Linked DNA regions of Triticum aestivum: region 2 is linked to region 1. A link is a contact called in public Hi-C data. All regions are on one chromosome and are shown on one strand. Each heading gives the region's core, a stretch centred on a gene start, on an enhancer-like site or on the middle of the called end of the contact. The rest is flanking DNA. Distances are from core to core; before and after follow the strand shown.

Region 1 (6,724 bases), core at 1,456-3,955:
TGTAGTGACGTTGTTGAGCCCAGCTGGAAGAATCCAGGCCATGCATGTGTGGAGATTGACTCAAACAATCCGGTTCTATGTGTGTGCACAGAAACACGAAACAAGAGTTTGGTGTGTGCAATATTTGCAAGCTACAGTTCTGATCGTAAAACAGACTCCGAAAATATGCTGCAGGCATGAAGTCAGCGGCGGCAGCGGTGGCACTGCTGAGCGCAGTCGGTGGAGTTTCGTAGCGCAGGTTTGAAATGCGTGAGATTGCATTGTGTTGATCCAATGTATGAGATTATGAGCATAGACCAGCCAAACAAAGATATACGTGAGCAGCGATTTGCATGGAACCCAGCAGATCAATTAGGGCATGAAGAGTCCGGGCCAGGAGATGAATAAGGAATGTTTAAACTGCAACAAAACCATGAGGATCACAGGGCCAGCTTTGTATTGATTACTAGCTCAACAGTTTCTTGGACTGGCACACCTCTGTGCCATGAGTTTACTTCCATGTGCACAGCAGGATGGGCAGCGATACAGTGCTCTGAAGGAGAAGCAGTGGCTGTGAAGCAGCAGGAGGCATTACCGGTAACACAACCCACACCAGCCCCTAATGTGCAGATACGTCTCTACTTGATGCACCAGAGGAGTCCACGACTGACAAATGGATTTAATTTAACCAATCTAATGAAGCCGTTAATCCTTTGCAATCCAAATAATATGCACAATTTGTAGCTGTTGCCATTTTTTGCCCAACTAGTTCATGATTTTGTGCAATTCTTAATGATGATGATTATAAAACTAGGCCATCATGGGGTCTACACAGTACACACCATGTAAACAACCTTTGGCTATTTGATTAGCCTTCATGACGAAAATAAGGTAGAAGAACTTGTAAAAACAAAAGATAAACTAAAGAAAATGCCTGGATGAATTAACTTACAATGCCACTACCATATGTTTCAGCCTTTGCATACCGTCTAGGAAAGATTTTGAAATCGACTGCCAATATGGACACGCATGTCACTAAAACCTACAAAGAGCACAATCACCATTAATACTGCAATAGTACTGCTCCATCTCTAGTGCTGGTGAAGGAGCAATAATGTGTTACTTATATAATCAATAAACTTGTGCATACCACTGACACTCGGTAAGAAGATATGTCTGCCCTAAGAGAAGGCAGATGTTGTTGAGCCTTGAGATGAGACTGAGACCTGAAACTGCAGTGTCATATAACTCCAGATCACCATGGGTGGTGTTTCACGAAAAGAAATCAGAAGGGAATTAGAGCAGCAAAAACAAGGTAACAAAAATTGGAGTAATAACTAAATACCAAATACCTTTTAAACAAGATGTAGATAGATATCACAGCTACAAGAGAAATTGCACAAATATAAGTCCATTCAGCTAAGATCTGCAACAAACCAAAGGAATAACCACAGATTCACTTATGAGTTAAAAAATGTTAAAGCTCATCCAAAGATTGGTAGATGACAACTGAATAGTTCAGTACTTCAGTATAAGCTTGTGCTTTGCACGTTCCCTGATTTATGGCGTTTAACAATTTCATCATGTAAGCATATTAAAATGCAATGAAGAGGGTACTTGCCGTGAAAATCAGAAGTATAGGCAATACAACAGTGAGAAAATCTATAACCAACGCTGAAAAGTAATACACTCCATCTTTATGACCAGCAAGAGCATCATCATTTTTCTTCACTGAATCCCTCCTAATATTATCTATAATAAGATAAAAACAAGGAAGTAGAATCTCTGTCAGATCTACTCCATGAATGAAAATAAAGAAGTTTCTATTATTGATAACAATGACTAAATCAGGGTAAAAAAAACATGGAAAAACTGAGAAGGATGCCATGACATAGCTAGCATCAGATTGGACAGCATAGTTTAAAGTAGAGGACATGCTAGCTGCCCACGGTTCAAGTAAAATTTAACAATATAGATGCTGGGACATGAAAAAGATTGGGCTGGATAGTTGAATATCAGAAAATACCTTGTTTAAAAATATCAGAAAATACACATTTATGATCAGAACGCTAAATGTGCAAAATTGCAGCATACTGGCAACTGAATTCCACTTTCATAACACCTATCTCACTTGAACATTTGTTGCAAAACAAGATTCTACACTTACACGAAAAGGTATAAATGGTTATGAAAATTTACAGTATCTGTAACCAACTGACCTCTGCTGCTCCATTTCCTTAAAACCACCACTGCCTGCAAACCAAAGAAACAAATCAGACGACAACCCTGACGTGCATATATAGATACAGAAATATTGGAAATCTAAGGGAGAGAGACTGATCAGTCACCGGCACAATAGTGGAGAGCGCCGCGATCTCCAGAAGGGACGACCCCGTCAGGTTGCTCACAAATCTGCATCATGAAGGAGGAGAATACCTAGAAGTTAGCAGAGCAGTACGGGCGAGAATAAAGTGGTGGCGAACGCAGGTAGGATTTGACTTTGCACTCACTGCTCCTTAAGAAGCTTGTTGGGGTTCAGGGGCTTGTCGAGGAGGCCCTCCATTCTTGGACTGCGAGAGGTGGTTCGGTTGGCGGCCGCTGGTGGTGGCAGCGGCAAGTGAGCCGAAGGAGGACGGTTGGAAGCCAAGACTCTGTGGGTGCAGCGGCTGGCAGGCAGTGGCGGATCTAGAATTTTGAAACAGGATGGTCCACCCTAAAAAAAATACAATAAATATGACATGCCAATAGCACAATAGGAAATTGTCAATATGATCTTACAAACATATGAAAAATTCTCAAATAAGTCTTTGATTTTGCATAAAAAAAGCCTACATGCCTTGAAAAGTTCAAAGGAGACTATGTGCATGTGTTCATTATTTCACATTTGATACATATATGTAATCAGGTGGTCCTAGTTGACATTCTGTTCTTCAATATGATAATGACATTTATTGATTCAAAAAATGAGAACAATGTATCAATTGCTTGATCCAGACAGAGACAATTCAGTAGTAAGTAGTAACATTTCTGAAAATTACAGCTCAAGATGCCACATGGATTCAGAAAAATGGATCCATACTGAAACAATTCAGTAGTAAGTAGTAACATTCCTGGACAGGACTCATCACTAGTAATACATTACAATTTACAGAGGAGCACAACAAGCCTTAATTCGTAACGAGAAGTACTGGCAGGTGGCAGCACGACGAGCAATGAGTATAATCAGTAAACAAAAATTGCGGAAGAGGCAGAAATCTCATCAAACGTACCTCAAATCGGCTGGGCGGCTGGCTACGTGCCTTCTGCAGCTGCACAACGCCGGGCGCCGGGCGCCGGACGTCGACTGCCGAGTGCGGTCTGGGCGGCTGCGGGCTGCCGGCTGGTCGCGGTAGCGCAGGGCAGGGGCGGGGCGGGGCGGGTAGAGTCGACGGCGAGGCACGGGACCAGGTGGCGAGATCGGCGGGAGCGCAGAGCAGTCGCGAGGGGAATCGGGGACGCAGCGGCTGTCCGGGAGAATATCAGGTGCTCCGGTAGCCAATGCATCTCGGCCGTTGGATCATCAATCGAATGGACAACATTTGGTTAATGCGAATTTTGTAGAAAACCCCAAAACATTTTTGAAATGACACTTGAATCCACATCCCGTGAATGTTGCCTGTTGGATCACGATCCAATGGCCGAGATGCTACCGGAGCACCTAAGATCCGGTGCTACCGGAGCACCTGAAATTTTGAATGCTGTTTGGAGGCGCTTGACAAGACCCGGTTAGGAGGAAAGGCCATGAGCAAGAATTCCAGTGTCTCTACGTTCAGCTTTATCCACAAAGCACTGGCTTAGGTAACGGAAACGATAACTCCCGAACGACCAGTATTCTATTGTCTTGTCCGAACGCAAATTTTAAGTTACACCCATGGCAAATTTATATCTTTTTTTCATGGCCAATCATTTTAAACCATTGCAAAGTTATTTTCTGGTACCATGGCATTTTTATTGTCTGAAACATGGCATTTTTACCGTTGTTAACCATGCCAAAACAGATTTGGTAATGTCTTTTTGTTAATGAACATTGTTTTTTTCTGTCCTTTTTTATGGTCACTTGAAAGTGGATCAGCAACCATGGCATTTTTACACAAAACTTTTTTTAAAGGCAAGGAGTTCCTTTTCCTTCTTCATTTTTATTTTTTTTCTTTTCTTGATTTGTTTGGGCTTTTTTCACGCCTGATAAGAATCCTAGCAAAATGGGCTGTTAGGCCCTTTTTTAGATCGTGCTAATGGGGGTCGTTCGGACTGGAAAGATTTTCGCAACGAACGTCCTCGTTCGGTAAAACATGCATCCCGGAGCGAACGAGTCGTTCGGTCTAGGGCTCCTCCAGACCGAATGGTCGGGAGATATCGGGGTCCTTAGGTAATCGTCAAAATATGTTGGCGTCACATGGCCTTTGCGTGCGGTTCACTATTTTGAAAAGAACAAAAATACAACAAAAGATCACACGTGAGGCATTGGAGAATCTTAAGTGACCATAGTCCTTTACAGGCACAACATTTTGAATATTGAAACGTATAAGAAATAAACATTGGTAAGTTGACCGCACAAGGTCGTGGATCGGGTAGGAGGACAAGGTTTGTTTCATTTTTTAATTACAATTTGATCACTCTCTTGTTCTATGATACAAAATTGAAATAACTTGGTTGAAAGAAAAGGAAAACAAAAGCATTATATTGAGTTGGAGTCGCATTTCTGCATTTGTTATTTGTGCCCTTTATAAGTGTTGGTCTCGCATGAAAGTAGTATTGTGGTTATCTATTTATGTTAGGTCCCACATGTGAGTAGAAATACATTTGTTTATCTATGTTCTTGGAAGGTTGCTAGGTAGAGATGCATTTGTTTATTGGTGAAGGTTGTTGGCCCCGCATGTGAACTCATTACCAACTGCAACCTTTATAAGTAGGAAAGATATATGGTGGATCTAGCCCTCCTTCCCCGCCGATCACCCAGCATGGCAGCCCCGACGGGAGACATGCAAGCTCGGGCTGTCAGAAGTGAGAGAACCTAGGTAGCTCCTTTGGAGGGACACTACAAAATGATGTTTTGATGCTGCGATATCTAGACACAATGAGGGGCGGCCTATTGTTGTCGTTTGTCGTGATGAACATGGCCTTTATCAAGGCGCCTCAATTGTTGTCTTCAAGGATATGGTGCAGGCCGAGACGCTGGAGGCATTGGCATTCAGTGAAGCTTTCGCTATAGCGTCAGATCTCTATATTAGCAAGGTAAATGTGGCTAGTAATTCTGAAGCCCCAATTCAAGGATATGGTGCAGGCCGAGACGCTGGAGTCATTGGCATTCAGTGAAGCTTTCGCTCTAGCATCGAATCTCTATATTAGCAAGGTAAATGTGCCTTTATCAAGGCGCCTCAACTGTTATCTTCAAGGATATGGTGCAGGCCGAGGCGCTAGAGGCATTGACTGCTTATCCAATATCAACCACTTGAAGGACTAGCCCAAGCGACCCCGAGATCGCGAACAGCCTAATCGATGACATTGCCGCCCAAGCGACCAAATCCAACACCACACACAGGAGACTTCTGGAGCCACGGCTCCGACTTTCACACCGCCGCTGAGGCTGTGCACTCGTCTAGTGGGCGAGGAAGCTAACAAAGCCGCATGAGCCACCATCAACTAATGAGAGACCGGACCTCCAAAGTGTCGCCCCAAGGGGGAAGCGATGGGGCCCGTCGTCCACATCGACCAGGACCAAAGCTTGGGGGTTCATCCGAATAGCCTGAGGCCGAGATGACAAGCGAGGTGAAGAGGCTCCATGACAACACCTCCAAAATCCTGAGGTTGCGCCCCCAACCGAGCCGACGAACACCTAAGTGACAAGAGATGACACCCTACCACCCAACATGGTTTTCGGAGCCTCCGCTGAGACATCCACATCGATCCCAAGAGGCACGTACTACCCTAGTCGATAGCTCTGTCGCCCCAACAAACCGAAGCCAGCACCCTTGCGTAGAGGCAAATTCAAAAGCATCAAAGCACCAAATTCCACACAAAATGTGCTGATATATATATATATATATAACGGTAAAAAAAACCATGAGGTGAATAGTCCGACTCTCATTACATAGGGAATCACTCAAGCTCAATTTTTTCTTAATGGATTGTCAGTATAGTACTCTAGTCCGCCGTAAACAAGCTCAAATGTTTCATTTGGAATAAAATCCGGGTTACTAACAGCTTTGTCGTTGATTGAAGATGTTGAAAGAAACTCTTGTCTCAGGGAACTCCCACTCATCAAATTGCAAGTTGTCTACAAATTTTTAGAACAACTATATGTGGGAGGAGTCAACTGCTTTAATAGCAACCAAGAATGTGTCAGGTCCTCCTCGGGAAATCATGGATATGCTCACTGACTTCGCATAGTACTAGAGTGGATCAAAGAGCTCAAGATGTCGGCTTGTAGAAGAGGAGCCATGAGCGCTCTTGCTCTGGCAAAAGCATATCACCCGGAGATGGATCCGGCTCTTCTTGCGAGCGGGTTCCCAGAGTTGAATGTACATAACACTCCTTTCACGAAGGCCGACTTTCAACATTTGTGTCAAGGAGACCCGGCCTCCTGGTACCATCATTGCTATGGCTTGAACTTAACCAATTTTCAAGTCGGTTTTAATGAAAACGGCCAGCGCATGGATATGCCACAGCCGAAACCTTTTGAGTTGATCCCACCAAGTAAGCAAGCACT
Region 2 (6,724 bases), core at 1,989-4,488, 170 kb after region 1:
TATTCATCCGGTATCCGGGAGTTGCATAATCTCATAGTCGAAGGAATATGTATTTGTCATCAAGAAAGCAATAGCAATAAACTGAACGATCAATATGCTAAGCTAACGGATGGGTCTTGTCTATCACATCATTCTCCTAATGATGTGATCCCGTTATCAAATGACAACGCATGTCTATGGTTAGGAAACCTTAACAATCTTTGATCAACGAGCTAGTCTAGTAGAGGCTTACTAGGGACACGATATTTGTTTATGTATTCACACATGTATTTAAGTTTTCGATCAATATAGTTCTAGCATGAATAATAAACCTTTATCATGAATAAGGAAATATAAAATAATAACTTTATTATTGCCTCTAGGGCTATCTCTTTCACAGACGACCTTGAAGGCCATGCATACTAGGTCATCATCTAGTACCTCGTGTATTTTAGTTTTTTGAAATAGTTGAACTTATTAAATAGCGGTCTGTTCACATGTTATATGTAACTTGCTTTCATCCGGTTTCCATTAATTTCGTTCGTTCATGAATTATTGTTTGAAATATAGCTTGACATTTGATGCATAGGGTTAGATGACCGCCCCTATCCTTTGTCCGCGGACACGTTAATTTTTTGTTATAATGAACGCCAGTTGAAGTTTTCCTTAGCCACAGGTTAATATTTCCAAGCTCACACGACATATGTGGTGGTTCTAGGGATGAAAATTTGAAATCTTGAGGGTATCTTTTGACTCTACTTAATTCAACTAGGCGAATTAAACCCCCTCGTCCATTTTTTCGCATTAATTCATTAAATAAACTAATTCCCTTCGATCCTCTTTTCGCCCTAAGAGCATCTCCAACACTGACCCGCAAAGGTATCCATCCGCGGACACGGATGCTGGAGCCGACCATCAAATGCTAGCCGCGTGTGTCCGTTTATATTTTAAACGAAGTTTTAACTAACTGGACGAAATTCATGCAAACACGACAGATTTTATCAAATTTCAGATAGAAAATAGCACAAATCATCCATACACATCATACAAGTAAGTCTAGTACAACAATAGTTAAATTCAACGAGATTAACTCGATGTTCAACAAGTTTTTCACGAACGGATCATGTCGTCCCACACGTACTGTCCCTTCAGCTTCATCGAACAGTGTGTGTGCGTAAACGGTCATCCCTCCGTCCCGTGGTACATCACGACAGCGCGTGCGGGCTACAACATTGAGTGAATTACTCAATGAACAAGTTGGGTAAGAAGAAACTTACGATCTCCTCATCTGTTGTGGGTGATGACCCACAAGTATAGGAGATCAATTGTAATCCTTTCGAAAGATAAGAATGTCGAACCCAATGAGAAGCAGAAGAAATGATAAGCGATTTTCAGCAAGTTATTCACTGCAAGTACTGAAAGTAGCGTTAACAGATATTTTGGTAGCAAGGTAATTCGTAACAAGTAACAATAGTAAAAAAAATGCAGCAAGGTGGCCCAATCATTTTATAACAAAGGACAAGCCGGAATGTTCTCTTCTATAAAGCAAAGTTTTCTCGAGGACACATGGAAATCGCTCCGCTGGAGAGCAAAAGTGCTCCTGCCCAGGTTCCGCCTCGAGACGGCGGCGCTTCGTCCTGAAAGTCATCTCCTTATTTTAGGGTAAATGGCTTCATATAGTAGAAGGAGGGGACTAGAGGCCAGCTGTGGGCCCCACAAGGCATCAGGATGTGCCTGTTGCCTTGTGAGCAGCAGGTGGCTCCCCCTCTGGTATTTCTTTGCTTCAGTATTTTTTATATATTCAATAAGAATTCTTTGTGAAGTTTCAGGTCATTTGGAGCTCTATAGAATAGGTATCTATGTTGTAATTTCTTAGGTGCAGAATTCCAACCGCCAGTAATTTCTCTCTTCATGTAAATCTTGCAAATTAAGAGAGAAAAGACATTAGAATTGCATCATAAAGTGAAATAATGACCAAAAACATTATAAATAATAGTAGAAAAAACATGATAGACAATGGACGTATCAACGCGCAATGGCCACCTTGCCTCCAGCTGACCAACCACGTCATAAAACTTGGTGACGGAGGTTTGGAATCGATACGATAACGATCTCACATTGTGTTGTTGGATGATGTGCATGTCGTAGGGTGCAATGTGCACACATTGCCAGAAGGCCCCCCTTTGCCTGGCTCCTGCATATGAAATCCGCGAATACGACCAACCATGCATCACACAACAACTCATCATCCATGGTCGAGTACCCCGCCATCCTTCGTACTCTAAAAAAAGACACGAAGTTTGAAAATTAGCTAAATGGCATTTGACCGAACACCGCCATGGACGACGTCGACCGGGGGGGGGGGGGGCGAAGTATACCTGACTACGGACGGGTCTTGGGTGGACGACGCCGTCCTGAAAGGCGAGCGGGCACGTCGGTGTTGATTGCGGAGGTCCGGCAATGCCGGCTGCCGGACGGAGAGGTACATAGACGACGTCGGAGGAGGAGAGCGGATGCAAAGCAAGGGGAAGAAGGGGCGGAATGGAAGAAAATGGGACCGGGAGGGTGGATTTAGTGGGCCGGGGTTGTCGGAGTCCTACGTGGTTGCTGTGCGGACTCCCGCCAACATCCCTCCCCCTTCCAGTTTGCGGTAAAAAATGCGTCCGGATCGCTCGGCAAACCGATACAGACTCGCGTTGGATAATACAACACGTACTGACAGCACGACCCAGACGTATGCAGGCGGTTTGAGGGTCTACATTGAAGATGCCCTAATTCAACTAAATAAATCAAATTCGCGGTACCATAAATGTTCCAAATTTTCATGCCTAGCTCTCTTCCGTCCAGAAGAACACCATTACACCAGGTCTCTAGGTTTCTTTTACAGCGACACCATGTCTTGCCTAGCCTTTTTTTTTAGAATCTCCTAGCCTTCTCTTTCTTGTTTTCGAACTCTACCATGTCTTAGCTACTGTAGCTAATGATCAAACTGCCAGCGGAATCTCGAAGCCATATCCTTTTTCCGTTGCGCGCTCGCTCGCACCGATGCCGCCGCCCTCGGCTCTCATCCCGGCATAAAAATTTCAACCGGAAGCTTCCCACCGAAAGCAACGTCGGAGGCCCTCCTCGCCGTCCGATCGAGTCGACGGACGGCGCGCGCCGTCCCGCGCCCCCGCGGGCCAATCACAGCCGTCCCCGCAGGATCTGACGGCCAACGCCCCCTCTCCCCCCGTCGGTCTCCGGCTCTATATAATTTTCTCTAGCCCCCTCCGTAAGTGACGTCGACGCCCAATCTCATCCCACCTTCTCCACCTCCTTAACCTCCCTCATCTTCTTCCTCCGCCCGCAGGCCGCACCGCAGCGACGCAATCTCACCGATCGGTCCTCGCCCCCCTCGCTCGATTCTCGGAGGCCAGGGACCCAGGGCGGCGGCGCGCGCGCGGATTGGATTCCCTTCCGAGGTCGGTTCAAATCAAGCTCCTTGTTTCTCCGTCCCGCTGTTGTTCTTGTGATTTTTTGTGGGGGTGTAGATTGCGTCCTCTGTCCGATTATTCTGGCACGGATTGAGGGATTGTTTCTCGTGGTGGATTCTCGGACGCTGCAATTGAGCTGGGTTGGCTGCGTGGCTCGCGTGTGTCTAGCTTCGCCGCCGCCGCCGCTGCCGCCTTGGCACCAGCTGCCCGGGGTGCTTCTCCGGGAAGAAGCTCTCGGGGTGTTTCCCCCCCTCTTCTCATGGGTCAAATTAGCCGTGGGGATGCCCTGTTTCTCTAGGGAAAGGATTTATCTTGTTCATTTCATCTGTGAAATCAGGGGGCGCAATCCTTCCGACCCTTATCGCCCTGTTTACGAATTCAGGGATGCTAAACTCATTCTCCTCCATATTGACGCCGGGGACATTATGTCTGCTCCTCCATGCTCCGTTGCTTTTGCCTACCGAAGCTAGATATTTTGGGGGCAAACTCCTCTCTCTCGCATTGAGATTGCATACGGCGGTAGAACGTAGGAGTAATATCTTACTTGGAGTGGGGGAAAAGAAATCCTGTGGGCATGTTCAGTAGAATGCTCAATGCCCATTGAATTGTCAAACCGTGTTTGGTTGTAGTACAATATTGCATTATATGCAGCATCAATTCATAGCGTGCATAATAATTGTAGTGGTACATAGCACAATTAAGCGCAGCAGATCTGTGTGCTTGGAAGCTTGTCTCTGAAGGATCACATCGGTTTCAGTTACTCTGTTGGCTAGTATCCGTTCTTGCTGCGGTATAGGAAAAAGTTGTGCTCTGGGTTTGATATATGCGTGGCTTATGTAATTAATTATGCGTGTTTAAATTAGGAAGGGATGACCGAAGTCCACTTGTGTGTATTAATACAAGTGTATAATAAAATTAGTAGTACTTGTACACATGGGGGCCATGGTGGTTGGGATATTTCCACTGACGCTGCTGAGCAATTAATCCCCTGTTTCCCGATCCTAACACAGTAGGGTGCCATTATCTCCTGGTTAATATTCTTTTCTGTGGTCACTAGATATGTTAAATGATGATCCTTTTGGTCTAGTTGTCTACATGGAATATGCCAAGCCATTTAGCTAATCCGTCGTTGTTGCGGTCCACATCACGATCCCCACCTGTTGTTGTTTATCAATGATTCAATCGTGAGAGGAACCCCACAACCACATAGAAAGATCAACGTGCTACGGAAGCTTATGCCCAAGATGGGACGGGGCATCTCATCCTCTCCACCCGCTCCCCCTTGGTTTAGTCAAATCGGCTTGTTTGGTCTTCCATGGCTAATGGCGCTGAATATTCAATTACAGCAGCTGGGATCAGCTTTAATCTTCTAGCCAGCACCTGCAAACGTTGTCCAAGTCCACTATGCAAACCGTGGGTACATATTATAGAATGCAAGCCGTGTTCCATGCCTTCCTTGCCGAGGTAACTCTTAAGCCGCCAATCATGGCTCTTGCCTTGAACATGGGGGCAGTCAAATACTGCGGCGTCACACAGTGGTTCCATATCCTTGGTGATTCAAGTTTCCCAGGAAGATATGCTAGGATAACATGTCAGTACAACCTAAAGTAGCTTAGGGTTAAGAATAACAAAGAGGATAAAGACGGAATGCAGCATCTGTAGCCCTTGTACTAATTATTACTAAAGAAATCAGAGCATCCATAGCTGTTGACTCAGCCTGCTGAGAAAGATGATGGGTTCTTCCGTGGGGAGTCCATTGCTTGCGAAAAGGGCAATTGGAGGAGTGCTTATAGTTATTCTCTGGCACATTGACATGGAATCCAGGGGCTTTACCTAACATCCGCTCCACTTTTCACACTTGTTAATGTGAGTGGATAGACTCCTCAGGACACGATGATGTGGCGTGGGCCTTGATGCTGCCTGTTATCTGAACCCCCTTTGTTGTTTAGCAGGCAGCTGTGTCTGTACACACCCTCTCCCTCGAATTTTAGGATATATACTAAGCACTACATGGCTGCTTGCTGTGTGCCTTCCAACTCTTCTTTCTTGGTGTTTTATCTAGTCCTTAAACATACAATTATAGGTGTGTTCACACGTTATCAACATTTTAAACGCTTCATGATTAGTCCCACTTTTCTGACTTTGCCTTTCCATTACATGTATTCCTACTATCTACTGACCTCCCCTTCTATTTCTATTCGATTGCAGTACCGTGAGTTCTTCAACTAGAACTGTTTGCAACGCATAGCATCCTGATTGCTATGGAAGGTGGGGGAATGGACCAGGTTTGCATGGCTGCCATGACCAACCAACCTCCAGTGTCCGATAACAAGCTGATGAAGAACATCAGTGGGGAGATACCTTCAGCCGCGACTGCTGGAAGCGGCTCCTTTGACTGCAACATCTGCCTCGACTTTGCTGCAGACCCAGTTGTTACCCTCTGTGGCCACCTCTACTGCTGGCCTTGCATCTACGAGTGGCTGCGGCCATTGGTGGTGTCAGCTTCCGGTGCCAACAGCACTTCAGCAAGGCAGCAATGCCCTGTGTGCAAGGCCGCACTATCTGCTGACAGCCTCGTGCCGCTCTATGGCCGTGGTGGTAGCTCGAAGAAATCACTGGATGGTACAGCCATTCCTCGACGGCCAACGGTGCACCGGGAGAATGTTGCACACCAGCACGCGCAAAGCAGCATCGATGATAACCGGCACCACCACAATGTGGAGCCCAGCCCTCCACTCCGGCCACTACGGCATGCGCACCACCACCATCCTGGTGCCACTGAGTTCGACTTCGTCTACCCTCCTTCGCCAATGGGGCGTGGCCTGATCCACTCGACGGCTGGAGGGGTGCTTGGAGGGATGGCGGAGGCGGTGCTTCCGTGGGCGTTCCGCGGCCAGGTGCCGCCGAGCATGTACTACACAAGCCCCTACGCTGTCGCGGACCACACGGTGGGTCCACGGCTGAGGAGGCAGCAGATGGAGGTGGAGAGGTCCCTGCACCAGATCTGGTTCTTCCTCTTCGTGTTTGTGGTCTTGTGTCTGCTCTTGTTCTGAAGCAAGGCTAGAGGCTCTCGTTCTGAACTGAAGAGGCGGTATACGGCTTGTGTATATATTGGAAGGCATGATATACTGCTTCTCGAGGAAAAAGAAGGCAAGATAGTAAGGAATGGATGTTGTTGCTTATATAGTGATGAAGAGAGGGTAAGGAATGGTTAATGCTCTTAACGATCTCTATCGGTAAGCATGCGTCTAGATCATGCTGATATATAGAGT

The links. Hi-C and Micro-C count contacts between places; a contact is called where the count stands out from the background.
Region 2: a contact with region 1 is called in a Hi-C map of leaf, with 6 times the contacts expected there. The contact joins the promoter of LOC123053920 here to the promoter of LOC123053914 in region 1. A contact is called at or near these places in 2 of 5 Hi-C or Micro-C datasets (both in leaf).

What each region holds. Positions count from the first base shown.
Region 1 is chr2D:475,342,440-475,349,163 of IWGSC CS RefSeq v2.1, forward strand. It overlaps LOC123053914, which reads right to left and starts at 2,706. Exons shown (of 16, transcript XM_044477533.1): 1 at 2,490-2,706; 2 at 2,328-2,391; 3 at 2,199-2,232; 4 at 1,601-1,731; 5 at 1,332-1,405; 6 at 1,130-1,205; 7 at 932-1,021. The coding sequence starts at 2,542.
Region 2 is chr2D:475,513,563-475,520,286 of IWGSC CS RefSeq v2.1, forward strand. It overlaps LOC123053920 (E3 ubiquitin-protein ligase RMA1H1), which reads left to right and starts at 3,239. Exons shown (of 2, transcript XM_044477540.1): 1 at 3,239-3,440; 2 at 5,661-6,724. The coding sequence starts at 5,714. The coding sequence ends at 6,505.